Regions from separate parts of the Sus scrofa genome. Here region 2 is linked to region 1. A link is a contact called in public HiChIP or PLAC-seq data. All regions are on one chromosome and are shown on one strand. Each heading gives the region's core, a stretch centred on a gene start, on an enhancer-like site or on the middle of the called end of the contact. The rest is flanking DNA. Distances are from core to core; before and after follow the strand shown. Region 1 overlaps DTNA (dystrobrevin alpha). Region 2 overlaps MAPRE2 (microtubule-associated protein RP/EB family member 2).

Region 1 (3,076 bases), core at 433-2,932:
ACAATTTCCAGGGTATCAATAACCAAAACCAACCAATGCTTATTGAGAGCCTGGCTGGCCCAAGGCACTGTGCTAATTGGATATAAAATAGAGTTTAAAAAAAATCGCCCCCAGCCTCTCAGGACTTGTAGACTCGTTCAGGAAATAAATCATCCTATCTTATTCACTAGATAAGAATTTACTAGATTTGCTCCTAAAGGACCTGGTGGAGTTCCCGTCATGGCGCAGTGGAAATGAATCCAACCAGGAACCATGAGGTTGCGGGTTTGATCCCTGGCCTCGATCAGTGGGTTAAGGATCCAGCGTTGCCGTGAGTTGTGGTGTAGGTTGCAGATGCTGCTTGGATCTGGTGTTGCTGTGGCTCTGGTGTAGGCTGGCAGCTGTAGCTCCGATTGGACCCCTGGCCTGGGAACCTCCCTATGCTGCAGGTGCAGCCCTGAAAGGACAAAAGACAAAAAATAAATAAATAAATAAAATAAAGGACCTGGTGATCTGAAGAGGTCTCTGTTCAGAGTGGGAATAAACATCATGATATACATACTTGTGGTTGAAATAAGCAAATGCATAAAATCTCCTTATAAAGCAATCCAATTTACTTGATTTGTTGCATATGTATAAACCTGACCTTCAAAAACATTTTGCAGAGATTTTCACCCAATTAGGCTTCTGTAGCTTGACAGGAGCCAACAGAATCAGTGACATCCCCTCTAGACTTTCTGTGACCTTGGATCAGCTTAAACTAGTTGGGCAGAGGAAACCAAAGCTAGGAGAGACCTGCAGAACTCAGCTTGGGAAGGAAAAGAATAAAATGAAGGAAGGGAAGTATGTGGAGTTCTGAGACATGTGGGCAGGGGCTTACCAAGAGGCTGGAAAAGGGGAATTGATAAACAGTTTAAAACACTGCAAGAGTTCCAGTTGTGGCTCAGTGGAAATGAATCTGACTAGCAACCTGAGAACACGGGTTTGATCCCTGGCCCCACTCAGTGGGTTAAGGACTGCAGTTGCTGTGAGCTGTAGTGTAGGTTGTAGACTCCAGCATTGCTGTGAGCTATAGTGTAGGCCAGCAGCTGCAGCTCTGATTCAACCCCTAGCCTGGGAACTTCCCTATGCCAAGGGTGCAGCCCTGAAAAGCAAAAAAAAAATTTTTAAATTTTTAAAAATAAAACACTACAGAGGAGTGAGACTGCTTCATGTTATAAGTGCACATGACTAGTCTATGAAACTAAACTGGCTGTTTGAAAGACCCAAGGAAGAAACTAACCAGAGGCCTTTCTGGTGTTCTGGCTCTCCATCCAAGTAGGGAGTAAAAGACCAGTAATAATGGGGAATTATAAATAGATAGGATTTGAAAGCAAGCTGTGAAAAGGCAAAGCCTAAGATCAAAAGAAAAGTTATAATTTTAAATGGCAGGAGGGAAGCTGCTGCTTTTAATTTTAGTTTCCTTTCTTATCCTTTTCTCTATAATTCAGAATTATTTGATTTGTTGGTTGTTCAAAATAGTGAATTAGTTGTCATCAACTTAAGTCTGGTACATATCTATTTGATTTTTTGTAATTAAGCATTTACATGGCAGTGACCTAAAATTTTTTTCTTTCAATCCTAAAATCCAAGACTGTAACTAAAGCCACTCCCCTCTGCTGTCCCTGGCATGTTATTGACAGTATCAGCTACCACTGTGGCTGCAGTGGAGGGGGTGGGGGCAGAGGCAGGATGGGAAGAGAAAGTTCACTAAGGCCTCACAGACCTATTTAGGCTGGCCCCAAACCTCTAAAAATAACAAGAACATGTCATCCAGACATAAATAAACATGAACAATGGCATTTAGTTCCAACCCAGAAACTTCTACTTGACCACTCTTTTTATTTTAGGGGATGTTTTAATATCTGTACTATCTAAACGTGTCCTGTGTTTTACCCTGAGAATATTTCAGTCCTATGACTTAGGTAGTGATCTTTTGTCAGGCCCAGGAAGAGCTTTAGACATGCTGGGATGAAAAGATGGGGAGAGAGGGGTCACACATTAATGGATGGGATCATTCTTATCTATTTATTTCACCATAGAATTGGACAGTGGAAATGGAGTCCCTAAATTCAGAGCCAGTGAATTTTTTTTTTTTTTTTTTTTTTGTCTTTTTAGGTCTGCACCACCTGTGGCATATGGAGGTTCCCAGGCTAGGGGTCGAATTGGAGCTGTAGCCACTGGCCTACACCGCAGCCACAGCAATGTGGGATCCAAGCCATGTCTGTAACCTACACCACAGCTCACGGCCTTAACCCACTGATCAAGGCCAGGGGTCGAACCTTCGTCCTCATAGATGTTAGTCAGATTTCTTTCCGCTGAGCCACAATAGGAACTCCCAGAGCTAGTATAAATTTTTAAGATCAAGAGCTATGGGTTAGAGTATTAATCTTCCTGACATCAATCAGCTGATATTCTGAGACTTAATTCTACCATAAAAATAAAGCACAAGGGTCCGTGTGTCTATATACATACATAACACAAAGAGGGTTAGATTATGAACAAATATCCTTAATCATTATTTCACTAGAGGGCTCACTTTCCTTAGAGAAAAGGTTCTTGATTCTATTTTTCGTTTAAAGCCCCCAAATTGGGAAAATTAACCATTGCATTTAGAATGGATAAGCAATGAGGTCCTACTATACAGCTCAGTGAAGTATATCCAATCTCTTGGGATAGAACATGATGGAAGATAGTATGAGAAAAAGAATGTATAAATATATGTATCTGACTGGGCCACTATACTGTATAGCAGAAATTAGCACAACACTATAAATCAACTATAATTTAAAAATAAAATATGTACTTTTTTTAAAAAAAGATAAATCTGCTTTTTTTTTTTTTTTTTTTTGTCTGTTTTTAGGGCTGCACCCATGGCATATGGATATTCCCAGGCTAGGGGTTAAATTGGAGCTGTAGCCGCAGGCCTATTCCACAGCCACAGCAACACCAGATCTGAGCCATGTCTGTGACTTCCACCACAGCTCACGGCAATAACGGATCCTTAACCCACTGAACAAGGCCAGGGATCGAACCAGTGTCCTCATGGGTACTAGTC
Region 2 (3,076 bases), core at 178-2,677, 97 kb after region 1:
AACTTGGTGCCCTATTCCTTCAAATATATGTTCTTACACTTCTGTTTCTTTTTAGTGCAGCATATGGAAATTTCCAGGCTGGGGATCATATTGGAGCTGCATTTGCTGGCCTACAGCACAGCCACAGCAGCTTGGGACCCCAGCCACATCTGTGACCTATACCAGAGCTCACAGCAACGCCAGATCCCTAACCCACTGAGTGAGGCTAGGGATTGAACCCACGTCCTCATGGATACTAGTCAGGTTCATAACCACTGAGCCACAATGGGAACTCCCCCTTCTTATGCTTTTAATGTTGCTTCTTTGGGTGGTCAAAGGAATAACCAACTACAGGCAGGACGCAGGTAAAGCAAGGTTCTAGTTTCCTCTATGACCTGAGCAACAAATTTGAACCCTGGACTCTAAGACAATCTGATACTGTTCTCTGTGTTGCTTTCCTGCTTCATGAACATGCTGCTACATTTTATTATCAATTACACTTGTGAGCAGAGGAGCTGCTCTATTAAACGACTCTCTTTTCAAGGGTATTAGATTTTCAATGAACAAAAGAAGTGAAAAATTATCAAAAATATTTCGCAGGAATACAATGCATGTAGCATTTCTCAAAGGTAGTTTGTCTCGTGTCACTTTTTAAATTTATTTTTTACATTAGCACTATGAATGTTCTAGAATAGAAAGGGCAGTCTAACTACTTCTACAGCTAGGAGCAGATGGATGAAGGAGGAGCCTAGAAGAGGGAGTTAGGCTCATTTTGTAAGAAAAGGACTGAATTTTAATTTAATTATAGTTATCACTTTAGATAGTCTCTCGGGATGATCTTTTATTTTTATAGAAACCCAAATCACACGACCAAAAGACGTTTATAACATCATTACCATTCTTCATAGATCCCACCAAAATCCCTTTATCAGCCAGCTGTCATTTTCCAAAAGCCCTCTAATATACAAGATGGGTCATGTGCAGCCTGCCTTTTCTAAGGAGAGGAATGCCTGGTACCATATTCCCTACCCAAGATTCAGTGTCGTTTGACCTTTGCTTGCCGGATAACCTCCCTGGTTTGGTTTCCCTGCTGTGTGCTCAGCTGTTTGCTTCCCGGCAGTCATGCCTCTGGTCCCCTGGGGGAGTTGAACTGGGCAGGCTCTTGGCCTTTCTCTGGAGCCCCTTGGAAGAGCCCTGAGCTCAACCAGAGACCACTAATTGGGGCATCTCGTGATGGAGGCAGGGCCTCTCTGGAAGGCTGGTATCGGTCTAAGGATTCATCTTCTGTGACCTTCTGCTCAGGCATCAAGTTGCTTTATTCCTAGAAAGTCATGGACCTCCCACACAAAAAGATGTGGTCTACAACTGCCGTGATTCAGTCTCTCCGAGCAGCTACGGGGAGTTTGGAATTCAAGACACTGCTTATTATGAAGATCCAAAGATAGCAGAGTCAACTCCTGGGAGGGAAACTGGGATTCAGGTCCCAGTGGTGTCCTCTTCCCAGAAAAGCTGGGAACAGCTGGGGAGGCAGTGATTCCTGCCTCTTTGCCAGTAGAATGCTTTAACCTTTGGTTGATCAGAAGTCTCATTGGCCAGATACGTAGCAGTCAAAGAAGAGAGAACTCTTCCCTTCCAGGGTGAGGCATGACTGGCAATATTTTCACAACCCTTTTTTTCATTCTAATGTATCTTGTATGCTGGTGGTTTTTTGGCCAGACAAGGAGACAGTCTTTCAGGGGGCTTTTTTTTTTTTTTTTTTTTTTTTTGTCTTTTGTCTTTTCAGGGCTGTACCCATGGCATATGGAGGTTCCTAGGCTAGGGATCTAATCAGAGCTACAGCTGCCAGCCTACGCCATAGCCACAGCAACATGGGATCCGAGCCTTGTCTGTGACCTACACCACAGCTCACGGCAACACCAGATCCTTTACCCCATGAGCAGGGCCAGGGATCAAACCTGTGTTCTCATTGATACTAGTGGGGTTCATTACCCCTGAGCCAGGACAGAACTGCAAGAGTTTGATTCTTATGTTAACAATGATATTTGGTCTTTTCAAGTGAAACATATCCAACAGACAAGCCAGGAGAGGGCAGCTGGCTTTCGGTGCTCATATTTGAGGGACTGCTTAGGGCTCAAAAAGAAGAGTACAAGTCAACAGCATCTCTCCTAAGGCGGGGCAGGGGGGGGGAGGAAGTCTGCCAGCTCCTCTTTGTGGGGTGATTATGATTAGGCCCTAAATAGTCTGTGTCCCAGGTTAGAATACAGAATACCTGCCTTGTCATCAATGAACCACATAGGATGACATTCTATTCCTGTGCAAATAAGACATGGGAATTTTGGAAATTTGTGGAAAACATGAACTCAAAAGTATAAGAGAGTGTTTTCAAAATGCAGTGTGTATCAAACTGCTGCTGAGAAGTCACTTCCAGCTTGGGGTGTGTGTATTTGTATCTGTATTTTGAATTTTAAGGCCAGGAAGGTAAATGGAGGAGAGGGAGGGAATAACGGCAGAGAAAATTCCAAGACAGGCAAGATTGGACAGAAAATGCTGGCAGTGAGTTCTGAATGCTAAAATCGTGGGTGAGAGATTATTTTTCTTGGATCTGCCTAAGATGGAGCAAATTCCTGACCCCATCTGGCCCACTGCCTTGGGGCTTTTGTTCTTCTCTGAAAAGGTTAAAAAGGGGGGGGGGATATCTTGCTCAATTCCCGTTGCTTTCTAATCTGATTTTTTTTTAAATTAAACTTTTTATTTTGAGACGATTTACATTAAAATGTAATTGTAAGAAATACAGAGAGGAGTTCCCTTCGTGGCTCAGTGGTTAACGAATCCGACTAGGAACCATGAGGTTGCGGGTTTGATCCCTACCCTTGCTCAGTGGGTTAAGGATCCAGCATTGCCGTGAGCTGTGGTGTAGGTTGCAGATGTGGCTCGGATCCCAAGTTGCTGTGGCTCTGGTGTAGGCCGGCGGCTACAGCTCCAATTGGACCCCTAGCCTGGGAATCTCCATATGCCACGGGAGCGGCCCAAGAAATGGCAAAAAGACAAAAAAAAAAAAGAAAAGAAATACAGAGAGATCACTGTACTCTTCACTCAG

What was found. HiChIP or PLAC-seq counts read pairs in DNA pulled down with a chosen protein or histone mark.
Region 2: an H3K27ac HiChIP or PLAC-seq map of skeletal muscle shows a contact between it and region 1, with 2.2 times the contacts expected there. The contact joins two enhancer-like sites. A contact is called at or near these places in 4 of 47 Hi-C or Micro-C datasets (epiblast stem cells, heart right ventricle and skeletal muscle) and 1 of 2 datasets of contacts at active chromatin or transcription factors (skeletal muscle).

The regions. Positions count from the first base shown.
Region 1 is chr6:118,739,734-118,742,809 of Sscrofa11.1, forward strand. All of the region lies in intron 18 of DTNA (dystrobrevin alpha), which reads left to right. Among named protein-coding and RNA genes, the nearest start is that of MAPRE2, 76 kb to the right of the region's middle. Within about 2 kb of position 1,683, at least 4 of the 83 cell types and tissues checked have an H3K27ac peak or open chromatin away from gene starts, as enhancers often do. A contact at or near this core is called in skeletal muscle, where this site is marked.
Region 2 is chr6:118,837,129-118,840,204 of Sscrofa11.1, forward strand. The region is part of intron 1 of MAPRE2 (microtubule-associated protein RP/EB family member 2); the gene reads left to right. Among named protein-coding and RNA genes, the nearest start is that of MAPRE2, 22 kb to the left of the region's middle. Within about 2 kb of position 1,428, at least 7 of the 83 cell types and tissues checked have an H3K27ac peak or open chromatin away from gene starts, as enhancers often do. A contact at or near this core is called in skeletal muscle, where this site is marked.